Regions from separate parts of the Mus musculus genome. Here region 1 is linked to region 2. The links are chromatin contacts, called in public ChIA-PET maps. All regions are on one chromosome and are shown on one strand. Each heading gives the region's core, a stretch centred on a gene start, on an enhancer-like site or on the middle of the called end of the contact. The rest is flanking DNA. Distances are from core to core; before and after follow the strand shown. Region 1 holds the start of Itga1 (integrin alpha 1). Region 2 overlaps Itga2 (integrin alpha 2).

What was found. ChIA-PET counts read pairs in DNA pulled down with a chosen protein or histone mark.
Region 1: a contact with region 2 is called in an RNA polymerase II ChIA-PET map of effector CD8 T cells, with 66 read pairs. The contact joins the promoter of Itga1 here to the enhancer-like site in region 2. A contact is called at or near these places in 4 of 39 promoter capture datasets (embryonic stem cells, hippocampal neurons, second pharyngeal arch cranial neural crest and 1 more), 3 of 115 datasets of contacts at active chromatin or transcription factors (bone marrow-derived macrophages, effector CD8 T cells and pancreatic cancer cells) and 2 of 9 other capture datasets (adipose tissue and liver).

Annotation. Positions count from the first base shown.
Region 1 is chr13:115,099,491-115,105,432 of GRCm38.p6, reverse strand. It overlaps Itga1 (integrin alpha 1), which reads left to right and starts at 3,469. Exons shown (of 29, transcript NM_001033228.3): 1 at 3,469-3,962. The coding sequence starts at 3,902.
Region 2 is chr13:114,912,795-114,918,702 of GRCm38.p6, reverse strand. The region is part of intron 1 of Itga2 (integrin alpha 2); the gene reads left to right. Among named protein-coding and RNA genes, the nearest start is that of Gm34845, 8.0 kb to the left of the region's middle. Within about 2 kb of position 3,537, at least 63 of the 459 cell types and tissues checked have an H3K27ac peak or open chromatin away from gene starts, as enhancers often do. A contact at or near this core is called in effector CD8 T cells and pancreatic cancer cells, where this site is marked.

The sequences.
Region 1 (5,942 bases), core at 2,220-4,719, 190 kb before region 2:
TGGAGGAACTGGTACAATTTTTTCCACAGTGGTATAGCCATTGGTAGGTTGCCATATCTCCAGTAAAACCTGACCCCGCCCAAGTTCATGCAGCAACCATAGTTAAACTCAGTATGTCACACATACAGCATATGCATATGGGGGGTGGGGGGTGGGGAGCTGACTGGGTTCAAGGTTTCTGCAGAGTTGGAGAGGTAAAGGGTGACCAGAACTCATTATTTACAGGTACAGACTTTTCAGAGAATTATTTTAATGAAAAAAAATATATATCATGAAGCTGAAAGAAGTACTTGAAGGCTCAGCATAAACTTTTCTTTAAAAAAAAAAAATTTAATTTTTTTCTTAGATATTTTTTTCATTGTGGAAAAAACTTTAAATTATTTACTATGGAGCAAATCTTGCAACACCTTCTAGGTGAGAGCACCTTCTGTGGTGTTAGGCTTCGTCTTTGCCAAGGAACCCTCCTACTCCCCAAATCTTCATGACAACACTTGCTATTTTAGTTTTTTTTTTAATCCCTTTGACAAATAACCAATTTGAAAAGCAAACTGTGCCAGTGTTATAATAGTTTGGTACCTTAATGTATACCCATTTTGTAAGCATATCTAACGGATAGTTCCATAATTTCTAGCAAATATGCCAAAGGTAATTTAAAAAATAATAGGAGTTAATGGAGAGTTTGGGGTAAAAACACCCACTTTCCCCTCCTGATGGTGATCACAGTGTGATTGCTTTCTATAGGGTCCATCACACATAGGGAAGGCCTAAGTTTCTGTTGTTGACCTAATGACAATTTCTCTACCATGAGAAAGAAGAATATTTAGTAGCTCATGAGCATTTAATTCAGTCCAAGCATTGTGCTGAAGGCTTAGAGGTTGTCTCATTTAGTCCTCACACAGTCTTCAGGGAGCAGAGCTAGTTTCATCATTAGAAAAACCTAGGCTAAGGCTGGAGAGATGGCTCAGTGGTTAAGAGCACTGACTGCTTTTCCGGACATCATGAGTTCAAATCCCAGCAACCACATGGCAGCTCACAACCATCTGTAATGGGATCTGATGACCTCTTCTGGTGTCTGAAGAGAGCTACAGTGTACTTATGTAGGATAATAAATAAATTAAAAAAAGAGAGAGAGAAGAAAACCTAGGCTATTCTTCCATGTTATACAGCTACAGTGCTATGATTGCTATGAGCTGGCATCGATGCAACCTAACTCCAGAACTTTGGTGGTTTTACAGTATATTAGATGAGGCCCAACACAAACTTCAGTGTAAAATGCATGTGTGTGTGTGTGTTTCTCTTTAAGACTATTCACCAGAATTATCAACTGTATTAGTTATATTTCTACTGCTGTGATAAAACACCTGAACCAATGTGATTTACAGAAGAATGGGTTTACTGAGGCTTACAGTTTCAGTGGGTTAGAGTTCTTGCCCATAAAGGCAGGGTTCATGCAGCAGGCAGGCAGGAGTGATGTTGGAGCAGTAGCTGAGAGCTTTCAACTGCCCCAATCACAAGGCAGAGGGAGCTAAGTGGGAAAGGGGCTTTAGAAACCTCAAAGGTCACCACCAGTGACATACAGTGACACACTTCCTACAAAAAGGTCACACCTATTCCAGCAAGGCCACACCTCCTAAAAGTGCCACTTCCCGTGGGCCAAGGATATTCAAACCACCACAGAAAGGGAATTCTTTGCTAATGGACTAATGGTTGTGGTAATTCGGTTAGGTACCCTGTGACCTCAGAGTCCTCCTCACCGTTTTGTTTGTTCTCTCTCTCTCTCTCTCTCTCTCTCTCTCTCTCTCTCTCTCTCTCTCATGTGTGTGTGTGTTGTCTATTTTGAGACATGGTCTCACTCTGGGGCCCAAGCGCCTCTTGAATCTGAAGCCTTCCTTCCTCAGGTTGTCCAGTGGTGGGATAACAGGCATATGCCACCACGCCCGAATAGCTCACCCTATTCTTGACATTCAGACGTCTTCTTCTTCTTCTTCTTCTTCTTCTTCTTCTTCTTCTTCTTCTTCTTCTTCTTCTTCTTCTTCTTCTTCTTCTTCTTCTTCTTCTCCTTCTCCTTCTCCTTCTCCTTCTCCTTCTCCTCCTCCTCCTCCTCCTCCTCCTCCTCCTCCTCCTCCTCCTCCTCCTCCTTCCTCCTCCTCCTCCTCCTCCTTCTTCTTCTTGTTTTTTTGAGACAGGGTTTCTCTATATAGCTCTATAGCTCTGGCTGTCCTTGAACTCACTTTGTAGACCAGGCTGGCCTCGAACTCAGAAATCCGCCTGCCTCTGCCTCCCAAGTGCAGGGATTAAAGGCGTGTGCCACCAGACTTCTTTAACATTTGTCCTTTCCCCTTGTCGCTTCTGTATTTCTCTATTTGGCAGTTTACTTAGTGATACCTGTGTGCTTCTTCAGCCCTCCCCACTCCCAGTCCCTATCTATGCTCCCTGCCTTGTAGTCTAGACAGTGGGTCCTCCTTTGGGTGGCACCCTTCTCCTACTTTGTCCTGCTCTGGACAGGGATGTCCCAGTATTTGCTAACTTGGACTGATTTCTGCAAGGGGCTCTAACCACAAACCCCACTCATCCATTCCTTCCTCTTCTTTGAAATTCTCAAAAGTGCTAAGCCACTTGAAAATGACACATATTTGTTGAAGCTAGAAGGGATCATGAGTGACCAGGCACAGGAAGCCAGGAGGAGAAGGAGGAGAAGGGGGAGGAGGAGGAGGAGGAGGAGGAGGAGGAGGAGGAGGAGGAGGAGGAGGAGAAGGAGAAGGAGAAGGAGAAGGAGAAGGAGAAGGAGAAGGAGAAGGAGAAGGAGAAGGAGAAGGAGAAGGAGAAGGAGAAGGAGAAGGAGAAGGAGAAGGAGAAGGAGAAGGAGAAGGAGAAGGAGAAGGAGAAGGAGAAGGAGAAGGAGAAAACTAAACAAAACCTAAAACAATACCTTGGCTTCTATTAGAGCAAGTTCTCAACGTTCAAACATCCTAATTTAGCTTAGACAAAATAGTCCACATTCCATTTCAAGGGAGACTGCCTTCCTCCCCACCCCCTTTCCCTAACTCTTCCTTCCCCACCCCCAGTCTAGTTTCTCCCTTTTTCCTGGCTGTCTTACTGTGATTTCCCCATCAAAACCCTTTATCTACAACTGCCTTTAATCAGGAGTCTTCTAAAAGAGGCAAGCTCTCTGTAACTTAAAGGAAAGCCCTCCGAGAAGCTTGCCGGTGGCCAGGATGCCTGGAGGCGAGAAGGCTCCAAGGCCAAGTTCCTGAGTCCGCTAGCATAAAAGGGCTAACTTCCTTGCGAGTCTGATCCATTCTGCGCAGCTGGACACAGGAAAGCAGCCTCCCAGCAAGGAGTAAAAGCCCGGGCACTTTGAAAGTACCCTTTCTACCCAGATCCGGGAGAAGTCCTGGGGTGCGAAGGCGGGGCTACTAGACTGGCGACACCCTCCTGAATGTCCAGCCCCGCCTTCCAACCACCTTTGGGATTTGGTTCGTGAAGCAAGATCGCCCTCTCAGTGAAAGGCAGATGTCCCTTTAAGGTTTGCTTTGCTGCTGCCTGTGGACTTTAGCCTAAACACGGTCCCGCGAAGTTGGCTTTATTTGTCCATGTCTCGGACAGAGCCTGGGTGGCTGCCAGTGAGATTTCAGAGACTTGAGCGCAAAGGGGCGGGAGATGTGGCAATCCATCTGGGATCTGAGAAGCGTGGAGCGGGCTTAGCAGCATTCGACCAAAACACAGGAAATTACTCTTCCACCGCTCCAGGGCGCTGCAGCCGCTGGGGCCGCTGCCGGACACCCGCGGAGACCGCACCGAGTGACCCAGAGCGCAAGTCGCCGGCGCCTGGCTTCTGCCTGTTCCTGCCAGCTCCTGCCCACGAACCAGTACGTCGCTGGTTCCAGCAGCCACTCCAGCAATGGTCCCCAGGCGTCCTGCTAGCCTAGAGGTCACTGTAGCCTGCATCTGGCTTCTCACCGGTGAGCGACCCTGCTTTCCTGAGCATCTCTGGTGGGGCTTGGGGCTTTGGTGAGGGGTGACACACATAGCAGAAGGGCAAACCAGAGGGGACCTCAGGTACAGCTGTCAGTTCAAAGGACTGAAGGTAGCGCCCGCGTGAGGGAGGAGGTGCTGAGAACTTTCCAAGTACATCTGGCATTTCTAATTAAAGTTGTTTTTAAGTTGTGCGTTGTGTTTTAGGCATTTGAATTATTGCAAGGGAGAGAGTAACCGGAGGCGTCTGATTAGTGTGCAAAGTTCCTGCCCTAGGGTTGCTCAGAAGTGAACTTGATAGCATTTTCTTCCTTTTTAATACTTAGGACCTTCTCTGCCAAAGAACAAGGAAAGACAGGCATGCCAGACAAATCTACTTCTTGTCCCAATATGACGTTTCTACGTTAGCTCCTAAGAGGCGGAACATTTTGAAATTGAATGTTTAGCACCCAAATGTCGCAGTGCTGTCTTTCAAATACAAATGCGTTTCTTAAGAAGGTGCAGTACCTTCTTAAAAGATACTGCAGTGTTCTATTCAACTGAGAGAAATGTGGGGACATTTCCGATTTCCCTAACAGTAGCTAAGCTCACAGCCTTTATTGTAGTTACCAGTTGGGGAGGGAAACTGAGCTGGTGTCCAAGTGAAAGGATTTAAGCACAGTTTATCACTTCTTTAGTTCTTCAATTAGTAGCTTTCTTTAACAGGACATGATATTCAATTGCCTGATTGTTTTCACTGTTGGCGTGCCTAACTAGTTAATTTCACATTGGACTATTACATAGGGCCAGTTAACCCTGCAGTGGACGGCTAAGCACTGAGAACCCTTACATTCACTTCCAAATGGAGTTTTAATAAGCCCATCCTCTGTCATAGTAAAGTGGTGTGGGCAGTTAACGAGCTACGGGCTTTCATCCCAACATTTCCCACTCTTCAGGAAATGCCCAGGAATCCAAACAGTGGTGACTTCTAAACAGCATTCTAGGCCAAGGAGTGGTTTTAACCTACCGGCTCCTGCATTGACCCTTGATGCAAGCTTGGCTTGTGAGTCCCTTCCAACCCTAACTTTCAGAGATTGTATCTTGATGTTTTGCAAAATCGGAATTGTTTACTAATTACTCAAGCTGTATCTTTTTTTTTTTTCCTCCCCATTTTACCAACCATTCAGTCAGTGTGCAAACGAAACTTCCATATTCTCTAAAAGGAGGGGTGGGGATGAGAAAGCTACAGTTTCACATATACATTGGTATGACATGCTTTGCTGAATCCAAGATGAGAGTTAAAAGAGGCCGATCGGCAGGTTTTTCTAAAGTACGCTCCAGTTATTAGTGTATAATATTTAGAGCATGGTTGACCCAGGGCGGACAGGTTCCTTATATTTAGTGTATTTATGTCCATTCCACAAGACACAAGGCATTAAGTATCCCGGGTTTGACTTTTTCCTTATCAGTTACTCATACTTAAAAACCATGGACTCAGCAGTTAATCTGGAGTCTTACAGACATATCCATTTAGGAATGATGCTACAGAGCTTAAACTGTCCCTCGGACCCACCTACCAAATATTTTTCTTGTATCTATTTGAAGTAGATCATCTGTAGTAGTTCGAGATTGCCCTCTCAGATAAAAATCCAAATTTCTCAACAGATTGCCCAAATTCAGGCAATTTCTTATTGCTGCTGCAATAAGTTGCCATTGATTTATTGGCTTAAAACACGGTATTTACAGTTTTACAGTTCTATAGGTTTTAAGTCACACTGTGATAAAAATCATGCCCCACTCCCCCCACCAGGGCGTTTCCTTCCACTTCCTGAGGCTACTTTCAAAAGTTGACATGCAGTTTTTCAGTCTTCCTCTCTGGCCCGCTTCATGGTCGCATCTTCTCCAGGTCTACCTGCCCTGGGTCCCTCCCTGCATTTATTCGGTACCTCTTTAGGAATGCCCATTCAATCTCTCTGCCAAGTCTGCTT
Region 2 (5,908 bases), core at 2,288-4,787:
CAGTACCTAATAATAGAAAGGAACTTTTATAACAGTGCTATACTAAGGTTGCATGAACGTGGTCTCCCAAATATCTTATAGCATCTCTACACCTTTTCCTTTGACATGATGCAAGGTCTATGTGATGGGCAATGTGAGATGACTAATAAACAGACTGTGATATGGCATCTGGCTGCAGGGTGACCTGAACACAGCCTCTGCAAGACCATGAAAGACACGAACGAGATGGCAACAGAGTGGCTAGCAGGCAAGTAGCTTGTCTATGCTGGGGAGAGGGATAATTTATATTTTTGGAGCACAGAGGAGGAGAACTCATTGAGCTACTTAGACTAGCATGCAAGTTAAGAATCACACGCTGTTTCTAAAAATTCCCATTGGGAATGTGAAACTGTGAAAGAGAAACTACAGAAGAGGGTGAGCTGCTATATTTAGAACCCCCAAATCAATAGTAGAGGAGGACAGGAACATGGAAGCAAAACATTGGGTTTCCCCAGGCAATTTTCCCAACTGAGTCAGCAGGGAAGCATTCTGCCTTTTTGTCTCAGCTCTCCTAGCATACACAGTACACACTATTCTTTCATATGTAATATGCATATGTGTATATATGTATATATATATACATATACACAAATGTACACATACACACACATACCTCTGTGTGTGTGTGTGTGTGTGTGTGTGTGTGTGTGTGTGTGTGTGTGTGTGTGTATCTTTGGCTTTTAGCTGACTTTGCTGTTTTACCACTGCCTCCAGACGCAGTGCTGAAGTTTTATTGAAGGCTAAGTGTGAAAGAGTTAATGCTACATCTTAAGGAAAAAAAATCTGTATGTTAAGCATTCTTCCTTCAGTTATGAATCAGTATATCCTGCCTTCTCCAGGCTAGCTATTGTCCCTTTGTTGGATATTTAGGTTGCTTCCTGTGGAAATTCCTTCAAACCTGCTGTGTATAATGGAGTTATAAAGTCATTATACACATTTTTTCCTCCTGTTTCCTCTTGGATGATTTCCCAAAGCAGCAGTACATTGCCAAAGGTGGTGTGTGTTTGTTCATGTGTGTTGTGTGTGTGTGTGTGTGTGTGGTGTGTGTATGTGTGTCTATATGCGTGTCTGTATCTGTGAGTTTGTGTGTGTGGTGTGTTGATGTATCTATGTATGTGTACAGTGGTGTGTGTGTGTGTGTGTATGTGTATGTAGGGTGTGTGTATGGGATGTGTATGTGGTATGTATGTAATGAAATGTGTGTGGTATGTGGGTATGAAATGGGGGGGGGGGAGGGTGTCTCCCTGTGTCTCTGTGTATGTGTGTTAGCTCTTGTCCCATTTTCAGCAGCATAGCCATCTGCGATGTAGAAATGTATCAGCTTCCCCAACATTATCTTTTTCATCTTCTTTTGTAATTGGTTAGATATGGAGTGGTCCCTTCATCCTCTTTACTCACACAGAGTCACTGCCTCTATGTTACAGTCTTGGAAGTGTATTTTGTGAAAAAAAATGTATATATATATATATATATATATATATATATATATATATATATATTCAGGTCAAAGAACTTAGAGCTAGTGTCCTCTGATGTGGGCCCAAAAGAAATCTCAAAAGCTCATCTAGTTCACACACACACACACACACACACACACACACACACACGCACAGGAGTCCAACCTGCAATGTTCTCTATGTGTTTTCAAGATGCCTCTTGATTGCCCTCTGAAATTTTCCTTGAAAGTAAAACTTCTATTTTGGCACACACAGTCCCAACAGCTGTCACTCAAAGAGGATACATCACACTTTTGTGGCTTAGAAACCTTGAGCAGGGAGGGAAGAGATTCTGTTCGCCGCAGTGATTCACTATGGTGAACAGTCTATAGGTTGCACTGGTTTGCCATACTGTGCAGAGTCACCCAAAGCCAGGGTCCTATCAGCTTAACGATCATTTATTATCTCATAGTTCTTGGCTTGGGATTTTAAGGGGTGTCTTGACTGGAGATTCTGGCCATTTGCTGCTGTCAGAAGACAAGCAGCTTTCTCTTCCTGTGGGGCATCCATTTGTCTCTACGGCAAAGCACCTACTAAGTAACCTGCCTTTATGTGTGGTGACTTCTCTCAGAAACATACTGGGAAGGAAGTTGGGAGACATGGGTCGGTGGTGTGGAGAACATTCTGCTCACAGAGAGGGTCTGAATTCGGCTCCCAGCCACCACATAGGGTGACTCACAGGCTCATAACCAGATGTAACTCTGGAGACCCAATCCAAGGACACCAGATACCTCTGACCTCCAAGGACACCTTCACTGATGTGTATAAAGCTACACAGAGGCACACGTATCCACACAATTTAAAGTAATAGAGACTTTAAGAGATGCTGCGAGCAATTTGTGGCCTTCACTGCCTTTGACTTGGAAACCACACCACTGCCTCTATTCATCCAAGCAACGAGCAAGTGCCATTTCACACCAGGGGAAGGAGGATGAGACTCTGCCCCCCCCCCCCCATGAATGAGTATCAAAATATTTCACCGATGAAACGTAAACAACTTAACGTTGCTTACGAGACCTCACTCACTGTTTAGACTACAGTTCAGACACCAGCTTTGCTGGCATTTGGGGCCTGATGATTCTTCTAGGCTGGGGGTGGGGGTGGGGCTTGGGGTGGGAGTGGGGGGAATGAGAAGTGCAGGATACTGTGTAGTGTGCCTGGCCTCCACCCACTAGATAGAGCAGCCCCAGTGTGACAATCAAAAATATATCAGACGTTACCAAATGTCCCCCGAGGGGAAGCCACTGAAGAAGAGAAGCCTGCGGTGAGAGCATTTCCTGGTCATGGCCACACAGAACTGAGCTGTGAAGAGTAAGTTCCAGGCTGTCACTGTAGGTGGCTTTAGATCAATCACAAGCACATTGTCTTGTGTGTTGTTCATTCACAAGGAGGATTGAGTGTAATTTTTATAAAGGGGTGAATATTTTGTATATTGTGAATCCATAGCTGGGCATTCATTATTATTGTTGCTGTTATTCTTAATTTATTTATTGAATTATTTGTTCATTAGTTTTTATTATCATTCATTTACTTAGTAGGGGAACATTAAAATAATGGTAGGCTTATCATATTTCACTTGAGTGTCCAACACTGGGGAGCTGGAAGAGCGGAGGCAGTCTCTCCCTCTCATATGCTAAGATTATTGGATGTGACACTCTCCCGGTGCATTTTTCTTTCTTGATGAAAGCCAAGAACAGGTTATACTGCTACATTCATGAGCAGTTGAAGGAATAATTTCCCACTTGTAACTTGTATTCTTTTTGTGTGTGCATTGTACAAGCATTCCACATCTTAGTTGTCCATGCCCCATGCTCATCTCCAATAGACTGTAACTTAACTTGGTTGCGTTTGTGAGAAGAAAGTGTACTGTCTACCTGCCTTGTGACCCTTCTCATCCTGAAGACAATGCAACTGAAAACCGGACTTCCTGCCGTTGTGTGTGTGTAGATCTTATGTGACCTATGACCTTTACCGATGATAGCTATGTGTACTCTGGATAATGATTACCTGCACTTGGAATTGAAGTCTGTTTGCTCAATTCCATAGTAGGGTCTGCATCACCCACTTCCTGCCAGTGTGGCTTCCTGAGAAGGTTCACAGAATGACACTATTTTCCTGGGTTTTATGGTATTCTTCTTCTGTGTGTCAGCAAAATATCAGCCACATATCATCTGGCCACTCATGAGGCAGCAGTTCTAGAAAATTAAATGCAAATTAGTTCAGGATATGCTCTTCTGTCCTTGGGGGGAAGTGAGTGTGTCCAACCAAGGAGTATGGTTTGTGAAATTTCCCAAGAAGTGTGTGCTAGCCTCTGCGTGCGCAGTGATACCAAGAGTAAAAACAGTGAGAAACTGGCTTGCTTTCCTAGGTGTGTATCACACGTTAGGCACTTAGTTGAGAGTTCCTTGTGCATTATCTGATGTACAGGAGACTCACGTGTTGACCCAGTTTACAGTGAGAAAGCAGCAGCTGTCATAGGCTAAAAAGCTTGATCACAAGGCTGCTCAAACCCCACAGGCACAGCTCCTGGATCCCATAGTGTACCATCATCTTTGCTCCATTAGTGGATTTTATTTTTCACTTTAAAAAAATTAACTTTTACCTATGGCATAATTCTGCCATGCTACCACCATCAAATGTGAACAATCTTCTTTTGGGGGGGGTCTTCTGAAACTACATAAGAAGAAAAGTTAGATATGCTACAGCATATTCTTAACCTGCGGGTCACTACCGCTTTGGGGGTTGCATATCAGATAGTCTGCCCATCAGATATTTATGTCACAATTCATAACAGTAGCACAGCTATAGTTATGAAGTAGCAACAAAATAATTTTATGGTTGGGGGGGTCACAACACCATGATTATTAAAGGGTCACAGCTTTAGGAAGGTTGAGAACCACTGTTCCATAGAATTCTAAATAGAAAACAAACTTATGTATATTTGCATGGACATATGATATGAAGTTTATACTTCTAATGCATGCATTTCTAGATTTTATTTATACAGAATAGTACGCAGCACATACTCGTTAATGAATCTCTCTATCTATAAATCAGCTGAGCACCCTGCATGCCCAGCCCTTGTTTTGAACCAGCCAGAACGCTGAGTCATTTTTAATTAAAAAGGTCTTTCTTGTCCATCCACTATTATGTAAGCAATTTATTGTTTGGAGGAAAGGCAAAATAATTGGCTTTTTTTTTTCATTTAAAAATTACAACTGATTGAGGACTACTCTAAGTATTGGGCCATATGGCAGTTAATAAGTTAAACATAGTCCTTATTTTTATAAACAAAGAAGACTAAGTATAAAATACACAGAGCTTCAATTTTAGAGATATCTGTACAGACCCTGTCCCACACATTCACACAGCCTGATATTTTTATTAAATATGAAAAAAGTTAAATTATGATCTCCCTTCCAACATATTTCAACAACAAAAACATCAACCACCAGGGGATAGTTAAGTTTTATGATGCAGAATTATGGATTAATTCCTATAAAAGAAAACGTTAAATGTCTTGAAATGTCCTAACTCTTATGCCATTGGGAAACTATTCTGGACCTTTATGTGACATTTTTAAAAAATGTACAGAGGGAAGGGACATACTTGAATGGTATAATTTTACCCTGCTTTTAAAAAAAAGTCATGCTGTTGCCTCTAAACAATTATTATATAAACTGTCATTTGAAGACATGATAAAAAATGTGCAGCCATAAACTGCGGGAAAAGATTACTGTAGACCAAGTTGATTTTGTTGTTAGTGGAAAAAAAAATCCCTAGTGTTGCTTTTCTCATTTCAAATAAATGTTTTATCTATAATTCTTTTTTCTAGGAAAATTATTTTGTTTTCTTGAAGAACTTCCCTTCCTTAAATTTTAGAAGCTTCTATCCCTGCAAAACATCGTGTCTCCCATTTCCATGGGTTAGACAATAAAGGCATATGACACAGAAATTTTACTTGATTATGAATAAATAAATAGAATGTAATGAAGAAGGCAGAGAATATTTCCTACAAATGGGACAATATGTTGTGAATAGATTCTGTATTACTTATTCTATGGTATGATAATTACCACAATATTATGCACTTTACTGAGATTCTGAGGGCCAGAGTCTGGACATGGCTTTGCCGGGGCTTTTTCAGACTTTTGTAGAAGGCTGTAATCATGGTGTTGGGTAGAGATAGATCTCACTTGATTGCCTGCCTGAAGAATAATTGCCTTTCTGCTCCTCATATTGATGGCAGGTATTAACTGTGACATCTGCTTCTATTTTTGCTATTAATCTTCATATGTGTGAAGCTGAAGGTCCCACCTTGACCTGAAGGCATGTTTCTCAGGAGATGGGGGATCACTAGAGGGAACACTACA